3 separate regions of the Mus musculus genome follow, and all the other regions are linked to region 1. The links are chromatin contacts, called in public promoter capture Hi-C and targeted proximity ligation maps. All regions are on one chromosome and are shown on one strand. The core of a region is the stretch at or near the end of the contact, and the rest is flanking DNA. Distances in the headings are between cores, read along the strand shown. Region 1 holds the start of Ms4a1 (membrane-spanning 4-domains, subfamily A, member 1). Region 2 holds the start of Ms4a12 (membrane-spanning 4-domains, subfamily A, member 12). Region 3 holds the start of Ms4a14 (membrane-spanning 4-domains, subfamily A, member 14).

Region 1 (2,792 bases), core at 32-2,531:
GGGAGGCTCCAAGGCTTGACACTATTATTGATGCTATGATGTGCTTACAGATAGGAGCCTAGCTTGCTTGCCCTCTGAGAGTCCCAACAAGCAGCTGACTGAGACAGAAGCAGATACTTATACCCAACCAATGGACTGAAGTCGGGGGTCCCTGTGGTTGAATTAGGGAAAGGCTGGAAGAAGTTAAAGAGGGTGACCTCATAGAAAGACCAGCAGTCTCTGAGGTCACTCAAACACTGAGTCACCAACCAGGCCGCATACACTAGCTAATCTAAGGCCCCTGACACATATACAGCAGAGAACTGCCTGGTCTGGCCTCAGTGAGAGAAGACTCGTCTAACCCTCAAGAGACTTGAGGCCCCAGGGAGTGGGGAGGCCTGGTGGGGGTTGGAGGGAACATACTCTTGAAGACAAGCGGGAGGAATGGGATGTTGAACTGTGGGAGTGTGGACAGGGAGGGAGTAATGACTGGACTATAAAAATAATAATAATAAAACAAAACAAAAACAGCTTTAAACAAAAAAATTAATAAAAAGTCTAACATGCATGAGGTTGTATATGGAAAAGAGGATATGTCTTGAGAAAATCTAATATTTGCCTCTTAAATGTTTATAGACTTTCCCCCACATCACCAACTTCTTCCACTTTGCTGCTTGCTCTAACACTAAAGTCAGCCACTACAGCTCTAAGCAATACTGCAAAGAAAGGGAAGCAGGAAGGAGAAGGGTGGGCTCATATGTAAAAGTGCTGTCTCGGTTCACAGCACCCGAAATGGGAGCTGAGTCTTGCCTAACACTTCTGGGTGCATTGTTCTATGGAGACAAATTAGATTTCAGGCCATTTCTGCTAAATTTGACGTGAGATTTACATGGCCCTCTAGAGCTTTGAGTATGAGCAGATGACGGGACTGTTTAAAAACCAACAGATACAGTGCTCCCAAGTGTACCTTCTCAGGGATTCCGACTTTTTGCATGGGTGCCCCACCACCACCTACTCAGCCCCAAAAGTGAAGCTCTAACAGCCCATCTCTGGAGAATTTCTAGCCCTTTTCCAGCCCTTAGGGACCCACCATCCACACCTGCTTACAGGGTGGGGGCTGCAGAAGTTCTTCTAATTAAGGTAGCATGAAGCATACCAGGCAGTCCCCAGGGTAATTTTTAAGAAGTGAAACCTGGTAAGGCAAAGCAAGGTGATTGGAGCGATTCTCAAGGTAGCAGAAGCTGCTAATTTCCTGTCACGTGGTGTCAATCAGAGGTACCACTCCAGGTCTGGTCTATCGCACTCATCTTCAAGTACTTGAGATAGAAGAGGCCAACTGATCTCAGCTGTGAGTGGCTAATTTGGCCCTTAAGCCTTGGAGCCTTGGAGCCTTGGAGACCCAGGTAAGGGTTAGGTCTGCTCTGTTTTAGTGACTCTAATAAAAGGAAAGGCCAGATGAAAAGGAGTGGTTTTAGGGACTAGAGAGTCAGCTCTCAGTCTGGGGTGTCCCTGGCAAGTGGCAGCATGATCTGAAGTGTGGTGATTTCAAGGCTGGATGGGCTACCCCTAACCTAACTGCTCCCCCTCTCAAAAATGACTCTGGGCAATGGGTGGTGAGTGGATTCTAACAAGGAGAAAAGGTCTCTAGAATGTTGTCTTCAACCTGGGGCACTACCACAGAGAAGCTGCATAACCTTGGGTGAGTTACTAAACTTCTCCATGCCTCAATTTCCTCACCCATAAAATGGGAGCAATATTGAGGTCCTCTGCACCATGAAGATTAAACCTAGAACACAGAATCTTTTTAGGACTGCCTAAAACCAAATTAGAAAATAATCCTGGCCACAAGAATCTAGCCCCATTCCTCTTCCTCCCGATGAGTTTTGTCTCCAAAGATAAAACTTCAATGTAAGCACCATCATAGATGGTTTTAATCTTACTATCTAGCATTTTCGGTGTGGCATTGGAATACTGAGCACAAATCCTGTTTTCTGTCTATGATCGAAGAAGCCAAGGGTGAGAGTGGGTGCTAGAGACAGGATAGAGGGATTGACTTTAACCAGGTGCTAATGTGCTCCTAAAACTAAACAGTAAAATAAGTATGCATGTATGTATGTATGTAGAGGTGAGGTGGAGAGAGAGGGAGAGAGAGAGAGAGAGACAGCAGAGAGACAGACACAGAGACAGAGAGACTTTCCCTGTTTTCCTTATAATGGTTTTGTCTCACTGATGGTCAGATGAAGTGGAGGTTATCATTTTGTGAATAGAAAGCATCCTGAGCATTTACCTGCCAAAGGAGGAAGCTGAGCTTAACGGTCTGTGTAAGACAGAGCTCACAGCATCAGCATCACAAGAGGCAGGTTTACCAGATAACCCCTGCACAGTTCCCTTACTGGATTGGCACTGGGTTTCAGGAGTTACATGGCACACTACAATAAAAGTAGTTGTAGAAAAGTGATAAACATGAACGGCTATTGACTTTGAAGAAATCCTTACCATCAGCCAAGGAACAGCCTGAGGTAACATGATGGTCCTTTTGTGGAGGTTGACAGAACGTGGAGAGAAACGGGAAGGACTAGCTCAAAGGTTTTGCAGATTCAGCAAAGCAGACAGGAGACGTGTCCAAGCATGACTGCTGAGAACACGGGCTCTGAAAGTCATCCAGAGCTGGACTGCAATGAAGAGCCAGAAGGGTGTCTCAAGAAAGCAAAGGAGAGTTGGAGACAGTGGGGCGGGTTGGTGAGAGGGGAGCCCAGGTAGAGCACGACTTAGAGATTTAAGGTGATGTGTCATGGTTGCTTTGTGGGGCAAAT
Region 2 (2,781 bases), core at 184-2,683, 34 kb after region 1:
GACAACAACCCTGAGTCCTTTGTCCTGCTAAAATAATTCTGATTTCTTGTTCTTTTAATGATGCCCATCCTTTGAGCAGGACCATTGACTCAAACTGTCACATTCTAAGGTCCATAACATCACAAATGCTCCAGCATCATGTTGTCTACTTTAGAAAAAATACATACAAATACAAATCCAAAAGAGAAAGGAAACCACCATTAATACACAAAGATAATTTAAAAGCAAACTCTTTTAAAAAGTCCTACTCCTAGCCAGGAAGCTAGTCACGATTGATGCTGCTAGGAGAAGGGAAATATGTTTTCCTCAACCGAATGGCCCTTGGTATCTACCATACTCCAGGACAGGCCACATGTTCAGGAGTAGTTGACCTACTTGGACTCCACAGTTGGTTGGTTGGCTATCCATTTTTAGAGAGAGAAAGAACATGAAGTCGGGTGGTTGGGGAGGTGATGGGGACCTGAGAGGATTTGGGAAAGGAAAAAAAGAATAAAATATTCTTTTCCATATATATTATATGAGCATATATTGTATGAAATTCTCAAAGAATAAATAAAAACAATATTTTCAAAAACCATTCTTTCCTAACCATTCATGTGGTGGTGGTGGTGGTGGTGGTGGTGGTGGTAGTGGTGGTGGTGGTGGTAGTGGTGGTGGTAGTGGTGTGTGTGTGTGTGTGTGTGTGTGTGTGTGTGAAAAGAATTGACACTGATCCCACTTGCTCAATGGATCTCACCACATGTGAAACTTGACAGCCATGGGGCTTTTGAAGGCAAGAATATACATTGGATCTCTGTTCTTAGGACACTTGTTTGCACCTCTAAGACACAAATGAACATGAATAGTTAGACTGCCTCCAAAATTATAACATAACAGTATTGAGAATTATAAGGGTTGATTGACCTGTAAAGGTATTAATAAAATGGTAAGTTAAAAGGGTGTAGTATAGAAAACCTACACAATCTACCTTAATTTGGTGAGTCTTTACAACACCATGTACATCTGTATGTAACACGAATCCTGGCACACGAAAGTTTGCGAATCCTGATGAATTATCCTCAGTAGCAGTGTCCAGGTGTCCAGAGTGCAGGCACTTTTACTCCTCCTCTTTCTGTTCTTCATTGTCTGTGTTTTACAGTTGTACTTGTCTGGTTTAAAAGGCACTAGAACGTGGTGTGGCACTGCTTTAGTGAGGGTCAGAAAGCTAAGGGGCTGGAGAAAGGAACAAGAAGTGTCTGGAAGTGTCACTTCCCAGCATAAGTGAGTCAGAACACACTTCCCTGCATAAATACAAACTACAACGCATTCTCAAATTTACAAATGGGGTGAAAGTGCTTAATGAAAGGACTTTGGAACTATATAAAGATAGGATAGGCTCGCTTGAAGCAAGGAAGTAAAGGCACTTATAAATCCCAGATAAATATCCAAGATCAGAGCAGAACATATAGCTGAGAAAGAGAGAGCCCAGAGGTTCTGGGAAGCTGCATAGGTCCACTGAAACCACCCTGCCTTTCTCGGTGGGTATGGAACGGGGCTGATCTGTTTGGGTGGGTTTGCTGCCACATTCTACTCTCTGGGTGGGAGAGGTGAAGCCAATTCTTAAATCTGTATTGAGACAGTTGACGAATGAAAGAGAAACCCGGAGAGAAACAAGACAATTACTACTAAAGGCACTTCAAGCGAATCTATAGACACATACCCATGTGTGTAAATCTAATGCTAAGGATAGTGGATACACATGTATGAAATTCCATGAATAGTAACCGGCAAGCAGGAACCCTTGGTGACAGTGTCGTGATCGAGGGTCCACGCATAACAGAGACACTGAAACACACAGTTTCTGAATATGATTCACTAAAGAGGCTTCTTTATGGAAAATGAAGACTGGGAAATCACCCTTCACTGGGTCAGCATTTTTTAATATTTGCTGAAAGATGATATTTTCAGACATATGTCCTGCATGATTCGGTTGGAAGTGTCTATGAGTCACTGTGATGTTTCATTATATGCTATATAATACATTCTAAACAATAGTATCATTTTCCTTCTTTTCAAACAAAGGTGGAAAGGAGGTGGTAAGAAATTACAGTCATATTTTCCCATCTTTACTTGGATTAGTTCACCAGCTGGTTTTTCTCCTATTGCTATAGTCCTTATGCTTTATAATTCACCAGAACTTTGGTGTTTTTATTTATGTGTTTGTGTGCTTGAAAATGGTTGTTAGTTCTCATTTTTCAGAAAAAAGCTGGTTGTAAATAGCTTATCATTTGCTAAGAGAAAAAAATGTGCTAACTCCTTTAAAAAAAAAAAAGAAGAAGAAAAGAAAAGAAACAAAACTATGACAATAGACTCAGCACTGAGCTGACTGTCTTCCCTTTATGTGGATCCTCATTTTGACTGGAGGATCTGTTTGGGTCCTCATTTTGATTGAAGGATCAGTTTGGATCTTCATTTTGATTGGAGGATCACTTAATCCTGTTTCCCTGGCATCACTTCCACATCTACATACTAGGTCATTTTCATATGAACCAAAAAATGTAGAACTGGGTCATTTTCTAATCATTTTCTAAAACTTCAGCAGTTTGGGCACAAATCCATCCTGAGATGTGTTTTACAGAGTTAGGTATTAATAGTCTGTGTTCCATGTGAAACTTCCATGTTCAAAAACTAGATCACAGATAAGAAGTCTTAAAATTTCCCTAGCAAAGTTATCAGAGACAAAAAATACACACTGTGTGTGTGTGTGTGTGTGTGTGTGTGTGTGTGTGTGTCCCTCCCTCT
Region 3 (2,700 bases), core at 34-2,533, 48 kb before region 1:
CAATGAAGATGGCTGAGAAGTATCTTTGGATAGGATGTCAACTCCTTTGAGCATATGCTAAGCAGTGGTATAGCTGGGCCTTTGGGTAGATTTATTTTTAGTTCCTTGAGGATTCTCCATACTGATTTCCAGAATGGTTGTGCTAATTTGCATTTCCAACAGTGAATGAAGATTTCCCTTTCCCCACAGCCTCACCAGCATCTGTTGTCAATGTTTTTGATCTTTGTCATTCTGATTGGAATTAAGGTAAAATCTCAAGGTTGTTTTAATTTTCATTTCCCTAATTGCTAAGAATAATGAACACTTTTTGAGCTATTTCTTAGCTACTTTCATTTCTCTATAACTCTGTTTAGTTCTCTTGCCCATTTATAATTGGATCATTTATTTCCTTGAATGTTTCTTGTTTGTGTGTTTGTTGTATCCTTAAAAGGCTAGAAAACATAGTCACAATTCACTGTTTATTTTTATACTATAAGGCATATTGTTAAACAATAACTTTTTTTTAAAGAAGATAACTCCATTTGCAAAATGAGGAAGTATGATTGAACAGTAAAAACAGATTTTGGAGACAGAAGGACTGGCTCCTTCACCTATCCCTTGATATTTATCCTTTGGCAGTTTGGCCCTTATATTCCTCAGTTTGAGCACTGAATATTGTCAAATGTGCCACTGCAATGCATATTGAAACAAACCAAGCACCATGTATAGGACCTCGGGCATACCAGATATGCCAAAGGTTTAGCTCCTTTATGTTTCATAAGCAAGTTCATGAAAATTTCAAGAGAAGTAGTAAGTCCAAACACCAACATGCAAAAGTTAAGAAACCCTAGTATTTGTGATTGCTGCAGTCCAGGAAATATTTAAGATACTTGCATATATTATGTTTGGCCTTATTAAATTGTTTACCTTGGTGATTTGGCAGTTGAAATCACAACAAACACATGAATATAAACAATTAGCCTGAAAAACAAAATTCTAAAGTATATGTAGCTATAATTAGTTGTCTGGTAGAGTAACAGAGAATAATTGTGAAATATATGTGTGTGCATGTATGTATGTGTATATGTGTTTATATGTATAGGTATGCATATATATATAAATACAGACACAGGCACTCCTTTTGTGTGTGCCATCTATCTAGTTTTGTGTTTACTATATGCTTTTCAAGCAATCAGATAATAGAGTAAGCTTTCCAGGTTTCCTCTGTAAGAATCAAGAGGGCTGGCACACTCTAGAATTCTCATATTCTATGACTCAATGACTGGAATTCTGTGGTTCTAATACTATGTAACTGCTAAGGGCCCGTAGTAGAGGACTCAATGGGGCCCTAGGGAAGAAATACATCATGATTATTGCTACAATATCCTTTCACTCCTCTCCTAACAAAGCTCTTCCACTGAATCATGGAGTCACCATCTGAGGAGAAGAGAAGGAACCATGTCATCACTATAGACCCAAATGAAACTGTCTTGACTGCCTATCCATATAGACCTCATAGTTCTCTGCTGGATTTCCTTAAGGGGGAGCCAAAACTTTTAGGGGTGAGTTCTGCCTTATCATGGGTCATCCAGAGGGGAGAGAAGGTGTTAATCCTCCATGTTTGTCTACAGAGGTGGTTTTGTGAAATAACATTCAGAGAATGAGTTAGTCTCCCTGGCCTTTCTTCTGCAATATATCCTTCCTACAGTGAAGGGAGTTCACAAATCTCCACCTTCCTAGAGCAGCTCTTCACAACTAGTGGTTGCTGGTGGGGGTGGATCAGTAATTTTCTTCAATAGTGTAGCTACTGGTAGGTTTTGCCCATGCTCCAATAAACCCATGAAATAAGCACCTCTAATTAAAGTCAGTGAGTCGCCAAAAGGACTTGAAAATGAAAGAGGAGTTGGAAAGAAGAAAGAGTCAGCATGGGTGGGAGAGGGTAAGAGAGGGTAACAGGGTAAATGTGATAAATACATTGAATACATATACAAAATTTTCATAAAACTTAAAAGCAGCACATCGAAGTCAATTTTTTGTGCAAGAAAATCGTATCCAATGAGAAGAGTCACTACGTGCCACTTCCCTGGATTTTGATTAAAAGAATGAGAAACAAAAGATCTCTTTAGAAGTACAATGCACAGTATGTCTTGGGTAGATATGTTAGCTCTCGGCTGTCAATGCAGAAATGCTTCTGAGGTGATGGATTAAGTAACTCTCAAGAGTGGCTGATCTAATAACTCACCTAACTCCAAGGAGGTACTAGGGATGTTTCTTTGTGGGTTGGGAGAGCTAGTTCTGACCTTTGATGACTAGCACAGGGAAGCAGGAAACTATATAATTTTTCTAAATACCTTCTTGAGGAAGTGACCCCAGGATGTAGCAATACCTTATGCAGAATTAAGAAGCCAATGAAAGTGAGGTCAAACTCCATCAGTGGAGTCTAGGTCTAAAGGATGCATAACCACAGGCTTAATCAACATGGAGTGAAAAAGAGTTTTAAAAAAAAAAAAAAAAAAAAAAAAAAACCTTGTCTGTACTGAACATGCACAGTTAGTTTTCTTGTACCCATTCCACAGACAGTACAATAAACAACTACTTCCTGCCTTTACATTCTCTTAAGTATTGTATTCACTCCTAGGCAGATGATGCTTAAAAGTTTCTGATGTTCCTGTATATGGCACATTACATACTACCATCCTAAAAGACTGAAGTACACAGGAG

What was found. Promoter capture Hi-C pulls out the DNA fragments that hold promoters and counts their contacts.
Region 2: a contact with region 1 is called in a targeted proximity ligation map of neural progenitor cells, with 7 times the contacts expected there. A contact is called at or near these places in 3 of 39 promoter capture datasets (embryonic stem cells, fetal liver and macrophages), 3 of 484 Hi-C or Micro-C datasets (bone marrow-derived macrophages and nephron progenitors), 3 of 130 datasets of targeted methods (bone marrow-derived macrophages, embryonic stem cells and neural progenitor cells) and 3 of 9 other capture datasets (adipose tissue, liver and pancreatic islet).
Region 3: a promoter capture Hi-C map of macrophages shows a contact between it and region 1, with 7 read pairs. A contact is called at or near these places in 1 of 39 promoter capture datasets (macrophages), 6 of 484 Hi-C or Micro-C datasets (bone marrow-derived dendritic cells, bone marrow-derived macrophages, centrocytes and 3 more), 5 of 130 datasets of targeted methods (CD8 T cells, bone marrow-derived macrophages, embryonic stem cells and 1 more) and 4 of 9 other capture datasets (adipose tissue, liver, macrophages and 1 more).

Annotation. Positions count from the first base shown.
Region 1 is chr19:11,264,638-11,267,429 of GRCm38.p6, reverse strand. It overlaps Ms4a1 (membrane-spanning 4-domains, subfamily A, member 1), which reads left to right and starts at 1,281. Exons shown (of 7, transcript NM_007641.6): 1 at 1,281-1,382. The region is part of intron 1 of 4930526L06Rik (RIKEN cDNA 4930526L06 gene); the gene reads right to left.
Region 2 is chr19:11,231,105-11,233,885 of GRCm38.p6, reverse strand. Ms4a12 (membrane-spanning 4-domains, subfamily A, member 12) reads left to right here and starts at 1,433. Exons shown (of 7, transcript NM_001374133.1): 1 at 1,433-1,517. All of the region lies in intron 1 of 4930526L06Rik (RIKEN cDNA 4930526L06 gene), which reads right to left.
Region 3 is chr19:11,313,037-11,315,736 of GRCm38.p6, reverse strand. Ms4a14 (membrane-spanning 4-domains, subfamily A, member 14) reads left to right here and starts at 1,283. Exons shown (of 6, transcript NM_001377045.1): 1 at 1,283-1,541. The coding sequence starts at 1,404.